Regions from separate parts of the Pan troglodytes genome. Here region 1 is linked to region 2. The links are chromatin contacts, called in public Hi-C maps. All regions are on one chromosome and are shown on one strand. The core of a region is the stretch at or near the end of the contact, and the rest is flanking DNA. Distances in the headings are between cores, read along the strand shown. Region 1 holds the start of C11H11orf97 (chromosome 11 C11orf97 homolog). Region 2 overlaps PANX1 (pannexin 1).

Region 1 (3,149 bases), core at 594-3,093, 320 kb after region 2:
AATATAAGTCATTTAGAATAACTTTTTGGAAATTATTTCTGTCATTTGAACTTCTGATAGGTGAATTGCCATAATTCACCTATCAGAACTCATGGTGAGTTGCCATAACTCACTCATCAAATTCTTTCAGCCATATGGACTTCTGATAGGCGAAGGGCTTAGCAAAAGCCAAGGCATGTTGGCAGTAACATAGCTGAGTGAGAATGGCGATGAATTCACTCCAAACATGTTAGGTAAAAGTTATACACACACGTACAAACATGTCAACAACTCTGTTCAAATCAAATCTTGGGCAGAATGTGAACTCAACTACATAAGGGCAGGGATTTTTGTATGTTTTGTTCATGGCTGCATCCTTAGCACATGTAATAGCTCCTGACACAAAGCCATCATTCAATGAATATGTATTAAGTGAATGAGGAGTGCCTGAACTGCCTGGAGAAACACTGTGGGTACTGGGGAGCAGTTTGAAATTCAAACTCATGTTAAGAAAGATCTCTCAGAAAATAGTGCAAAAATACAGAGATATAAAAAAGGAACGCAACCTTTCCACACAACCTTTTAATTGCCTCTCGCTCTGTCTCTCTCTCTCTCTATAGATAGATATAGATAGATATCTCTCTACAGAGAGAAAGAAAGAGAGAGCGATCTCCTGCTTTTGCTATGTGAGCTGCCTGTTCCTCCTTTGCCTTCCACCATGATTGTAAGTTTCCAGAGGCTTCACCAGAAGCCAAGCAGATGCCAGCATCATGCTTCCTGTAAAGCCTGAAGAACTGTGAGCCAACTAAACCTTTTTTCTTTATAAATTACCCAGTTTCAGGTATATAGCAATGCAAGACTAGCCTAATACAATTGTCATAGTAATGTAAACAAATATTACTCTAGCCAAAATTTCAATTTATCTATAATGGGAGTATAAAGGAGCAATAAGTATATGTGACACAGGGGGTATGAAAGAGAGAGAAATCTCGTCTTTCATCGTAGGAAATCAACATGATATCTAAAATTGAAAAACATAAAAAGCAGCAATATAAGGATTTGGTATTAAAAGTGTTTGGCTCTGGGGTACAGTGGGGACAGAAGAGGTCTCCTATATTTGGTTGCAAGCCTTGTAAAACGATTTAATACTATAAAACAATGCACATTCAACTTCCATAAAATTAACACCACAACGTAATCCATTTTTAAGGCCTGCAAAACCAAACCAAGACAAAAGCAACCTTATGCTCCAAATAAAACCCTGAATTTTTCTACTTGCTCTTCAAATTAAAATTTGCTGAATTTAATTTCATCTGTAAAGTTAGTTATTAGTTTGTTATTTTGTGAATACAAAAGAGCTTGGAAACTACAATGTGCTTAATATAATAATTCACAACGTGAAAGTTGGGAATCCTCAATATTTACTTATTCAATCACGTTGCGTGTGCGTAGCAGGGAGCAGGACGCGACAGGCACAAGGCTGCGTGAAACCAGCGACGGTGCCTTGCACTCACCTGCACACCGGTTCCACTTCTAACTTTTCTGTTCTGGGCAGTGGTCTATTCTGTCGGCTTGGGACCAGACTTCTGAGTCCACATTCCAGCGGTGCCGCTTCCTAGCTATGAGGCCTCATGCAGTTTCCTTCGCTTTTTCTGAATCTCGGATTCTCTGGGAAGAGTAAAGCCTCTCTTGCCGAGCTCTTGTGAGAAATTAACAAGAAATTAACGAGAAATTAATGGAAAGTCCTTTGCTTTGGTCAATGATAATAATAACCCCAGCCCCATAACTTCAGCACCTTCTTTGGCGCGCGGGATACCTAGGGCCTCGGAAGGCCGGCTGGGGGCGGGGAGAATCGGCAGTCACTATGGCAACCCGAGACGCCTCGCATGCTGTGCTGCCTGCGACTGAGCTGAGAAGGAAACCGTGCCCAGGGCTCTCGGAAGACCGCTGCGGCATGACAGGCGAGGAGGCGGTGGTGGTGACCGCAGTGGTGGCGCCCGAGGCGGGTCGCGAAGAGAAGCAGCCTCCTCCGCCAGCAGGGCTGGGGTGCGGGGCGCGCGGGGACCCCGGCCGCGGCCTCCTAGAGCACGGCCAGCAGTGTGAGTTCAGCTCCAGCCGCGGACGCTACTGGGAGGAGGGGCGTGGAGAACGAGTGACAGGGCAATTGGGGGAAACCGCAGTGGGACTGGCTGAGAAGGTTTGGGGCAGGGGAGGTGGAGCTGCTGCTTTTGGCAGAACCAGTGATGATGGCACTGTGGCAGAAAGCATAGGTCCATCTTTCCAAGCCCTCCTTCCCGATAGCCTGCCTGAATTCAGGGTCTGGGCATCAGCTCCAATTTAATCGGTAGTGGCGTTATTCTGAAAGGAATTAACACACACACACACACATTTATATGTATACCATTTTATATACACATTTGTATATGTATATGTGTGTGTATGTATGTATGCGTAGACACCCTTAGAAACACGCAGCTCATTTTGCCAGTTATTTCATTTTACAGATGAGGAAATTGAGATCTAGACCAGAGGAAAGAGACTTGCCACAGCCAGTCAGTGCAGGCGAAATACTAAAATCACTTTTAACTTCCATCTCTTGGACTCTCAGTCTACAATTACCCAATCCTTTTAGAATCTCATAATTATGGGCCACATTTTAACGCACTGTTCTTTGCTCTCTGCCCTGCCAAACACACAATATTCAAATAGGTAAGGACAGTTCTGGCCCACAGCCATAATGGAAGTGGTTGTAATTTGAGTCCTAGCCAGGCTGTTATTCACCCATACTGTTTCATGAATTAACAGATATTTCATAGCCTCTTGCACCCCCAGGTCTTCAGTAGGTGCTAAGGAATGATGGTGAGAATAATAAGTCAGAGGAACAGAGTAGTTTCCAGCCTTCCTGCAGCACCTTCTTGATTGCATCTCTGGAGAGCAGACTGGGTTTCTCCAAGGTTCCTCTGCACTGGGAGGCCCCAGGAGGGAGGGTTGGGCTGAAGCACCTCCGTACTTGTGCTTGGTGGACCACACACTCTCCTCCCCAGGGACCTCATCAAGAAGTTACAGAACTACTCCCTCCTGGTGAAAGAGGCCTCTTCCCCGGGCATCAGCTCCAGTATGACTATGAAATGTCATTCCTTTTGTTACTATTATCAGCAGCATGCAGAGGC
Region 2 (3,298 bases), core at 229-2,728:
ATTTGTACTTCTGTGATGTTTTCTGAAATGGAAAGCTGATGATAAATATCAAAGTAGCAATCAGTGCGTTAAATTATTCTGTTACATGATATTTATTACTGTTGAATTATTCTGTGACTTAGAAATGGCAGTAACCTAAATAATGGAATTTGCAAAATTATTATATTGCCGTATCTGAGATGTTCCATCACAAGTTTCTACACTGGTTTCTTTTGAAAATTTAAAAAGATTTACGAGATACATTTTCTAGGATATGATTTTTTTTTTTTTTTACGAAAAGCTTCATCTTCTGTAGACTATCCTTAATTTGTATTTTGAAATGGTAAAAATTGATATTTTAGGAGACCAGGAAGTCTCCAAGCCCTTCCCACTCTCTGAACTCCAGTAGGGTCTGTGATGTCCCAGGCACCAGTAGCAAGTTGGATGTGCAGATACGCATAGGCAGGTCCCATCCTTGAGGACTTCAGAGTCCAGTAAAAGGCAGCAGAAACATGGGCTGTTGCCTAAGAGGAGAAAGCGTAGCCACAGTAAAGGCTATGCCAGAAAACTCCTAGCAAATGCTCTATGTTCTTGGGAGAGGGCACATTGTTTTTGTTTTCTCTCCTATAGTTCCTGTAACTGCTGGTTTTGAGAATATAGTAATCATTTTTCCCAGAGGCAGATGACCACCTTAAGGTTCTTTAGCTGCAAATCCTCTAGGTTGAAGTTTGCGTGAAATAGTCACAGTGATTTTGAATAGTAAGGGATCCAGTTGCCTTTTGAACCTTCCCTCACAGGGATGAGAGAACAAGCCTGTGGAGGTTGTGGAGCTACTGGTAAACAACTGTCAGGGCCCCAGAAGGCTGATGTGGAGGCCTGGGGATACATTTCATCTAATAAAAGTATTATTAGGTATCAGTATCAGTAATAAAAGTATTATAATAAAGTATCAGTAATAAAAGTATTATAATAAAAAGTATTATTAGGACAGGTAAACTCATCCATCTACTGTGAGCTGCTGGCTTGGAGAATGACTTTTGAGGAGCCAGTTTCCTGAGGAGAAATGCTTTTATAAAACACTCATTGCTTTGTAAAAGGAGACAAACAGATCCTAAATGACCACTCCAGGGTTGCTGATTTTGTTTCTGGCTCATGTCTGCCTAGTAAACCACCAGCAAGCTGCTCAACCAGGCTGGAAACAACATTGTTGCAACTGGGAGGGACATAGAGTACTGTGAAAGCAGCGTTCCAACACATCTTCACTTTTACAAAGGGATAGGCAGAGACTTCCAACATAGAGGTTCTTAAACTTCGAGGGGTTACAACCCCCTTGCAAATATTTTTATAGCTATGGACCCTCTCCTCAGATCTACAGCCAGCATTTTCAGTGCACCTTAGGAGGTCATTTTAGTCCACGCCTCTGAAAAAGCTGCACTCCAACGGCTGAAGAGCAAGCCACACGGCAGAGAATGGGGCTCCCTTTGCCTTCATGAAAGCTACTTCCCCCAACACTAAGACTCAGCTGTACGTTTGCTTAGCTCAGTCACATTTACATTCTTCTGGGTGAACTGTACCTTTTGAGTACCTGCCTTCATTTTCTAGAATCAGACCTAACAAGGTCAGTAGAAGCCTGGGCAGCAGCGGCCCTGGAAAGACCAGGCAGCCAGCATGAACTGCTGTTCTCTCCCTAACCACAAGGCGTCATCTTCCTCCAGGGTCAAGTAATTGTTCTTGTTCCGCCTCACAGGAATGTGGGGAGGAAGGACGTAACGCTATAAAATGCTGCGTCCTACCTTACACTTGTACTGTGAGAAAGCTGGAAACTTCCACCTGTACAGTGGGTCTGGTTTGCATGTTTAGTTTCATTTGTGGGAACTGCTTGTCCAAGAGTGAGCTCAGGTCAGGGCAGTTTGTGCCTATGAGAATTAGCTCAGCTATCAGGCAGGTTTTTAGACACCTTTTTAAAATGTGCTCGTGTTTGGTTTGTTTTGCTTACTGTCAGTCCTGGGTCAATCAAAGGTTTGTAAGGGTGAGAATTTTTATGCACTGCTATATCGCAAGTGCTTAAAACAGAGACTGGCCCAGATGAGGCATTCTTCAAATGTTTGTTGAAATGAATGGACAAACTCTTAGGATAAATCCTAATTTGTTGGCAACTGTTATTTGATTTTAGAAGGCAAACTGATTTTATTTTAGAAAGGAGAAGGGGAGGGGAGGCTCGTTAGCCTCTTGGTAGAAAGAGGACTATTTCTGCAAATGAATAGGTTTCCACTTTAAGTAGTGACAGTCCTTAACTTCTTATTATGGAGTGAGTCTTGACCGCTTTCCAAGTTCAATACAAGTTCAAGATTGCCTCTCAGTGATTAGGGAAATTGAAGCTTTTAAAGCTCCTGGTCTCTGTAATTCCTCAGAATAAACCTCTTTAAAAGGGATATTGATGGAAATGTACAATTACCAGTAATTGAGGTTTTATCTGAGGGGATGGAGATGATGAAATGGTTCCTTCTTGGAAGTTGTTGGCATTTTGGCTTTATTTTTCACAAATAAAGTGAAACCATTTAAAACGATTGACAATGATTATATAGTGCCATGTGGAATACAATAGATATTAATTTGTGGTTGGTTTTTCTGCCTGCTTTAAATGAAATGTATTATGTTTCTGGGTTCCTCTTTTAGCTGTAAAAATACTTCGTCACTAAAGCATGAAATGTAATCAGCAATTGTTCTTCAAGTTCCTGAAAGCTATAAAAGTTTCTCATGACTTGAGTGGTTTTTTCCCTGCCCACCAGAGGAGAAAGCCCTTGTAGAATTCTGCAGTGTTACAAGTGTTCCCTACAAAAACTGAAACCATCAGCTCCTCTTTAACAAGTTGGCTTTTTAAAAGCATGTAATTACAATTTAATGGTATTCTGTAAAGTGGTGCTCTAGGCATAATTTAAATTCTTTTTAATGACTATATTTCTTCAAAACTTTGAAAGAAAAATGTGTTCTTTTTGCTGCATCCTTTGTAAGAAGACTGCCAACAGATGAAAAAGGACTTTACAAATTAAGACCATCTTGGTTTCATTTCCACAAAGATGAGAACAAATCATGGTGTTAGGAAAGGATCCTTAGAAGAACACAAGAATTTGAAAGCCCTTGGTGGTTATCACTACTATATTTCATATTTCCCCAGAAGTCACTTAGCCAAGCTCTGCATTTTGAGCCTGCTGACTTTCATTTAAAAGGAATGAAAGGCTGAAAATCCAGGCTGCTGTGTCTGTAGATAAAGGTCAAACCATGTTTGAGTTCCTCACTGTTGTGTCCACCTAAATAAAAC

What was found. A called contact is a pair of places that touch in the nucleus more often than the background predicts.
Region 1: a Hi-C map of a lymphoblastoid cell line shows a contact between it and region 2, with 4 times the contacts expected there. The contact joins the promoter of C11H11orf97 here to the enhancer-like site in region 2. A contact is called at or near these places in 5 of 7 Hi-C or Micro-C datasets (blood, induced pluripotent stem cells, a lymphoblastoid cell line and 1 more), 1 of 1 datasets of contacts at active chromatin or transcription factors (stem cell-derived excitatory neurons) and 1 of 1 other capture datasets (stem cell-derived neural stem cells).

Annotation. Positions count from the first base shown.
Region 1 is chr9:96,610,468-96,613,616 of NHGRI_mPanTro3-v2.0_pri, forward strand. It overlaps C11H11orf97 (chromosome 11 C11orf97 homolog), which reads left to right and starts at 1,844. Exons shown (of 4, transcript XM_001138466.6): 1 at 1,844-2,078. The coding sequence starts at 1,844.
Region 2 is chr9:96,289,078-96,292,375 of NHGRI_mPanTro3-v2.0_pri, forward strand. It overlaps PANX1 (pannexin 1), which reads left to right. Exons shown (of 5, transcript XM_522150.8): 5 at 1-2,546. Among named protein-coding and RNA genes, the nearest start is that of PANX1, 57 kb to the left of the region's middle. Within about 2 kb of position 1,479, at least 6 of the 24 cell types and tissues checked have an H3K27ac peak or open chromatin away from gene starts, as enhancers often do. A contact at or near this core is called in a lymphoblastoid cell line, where this site is marked.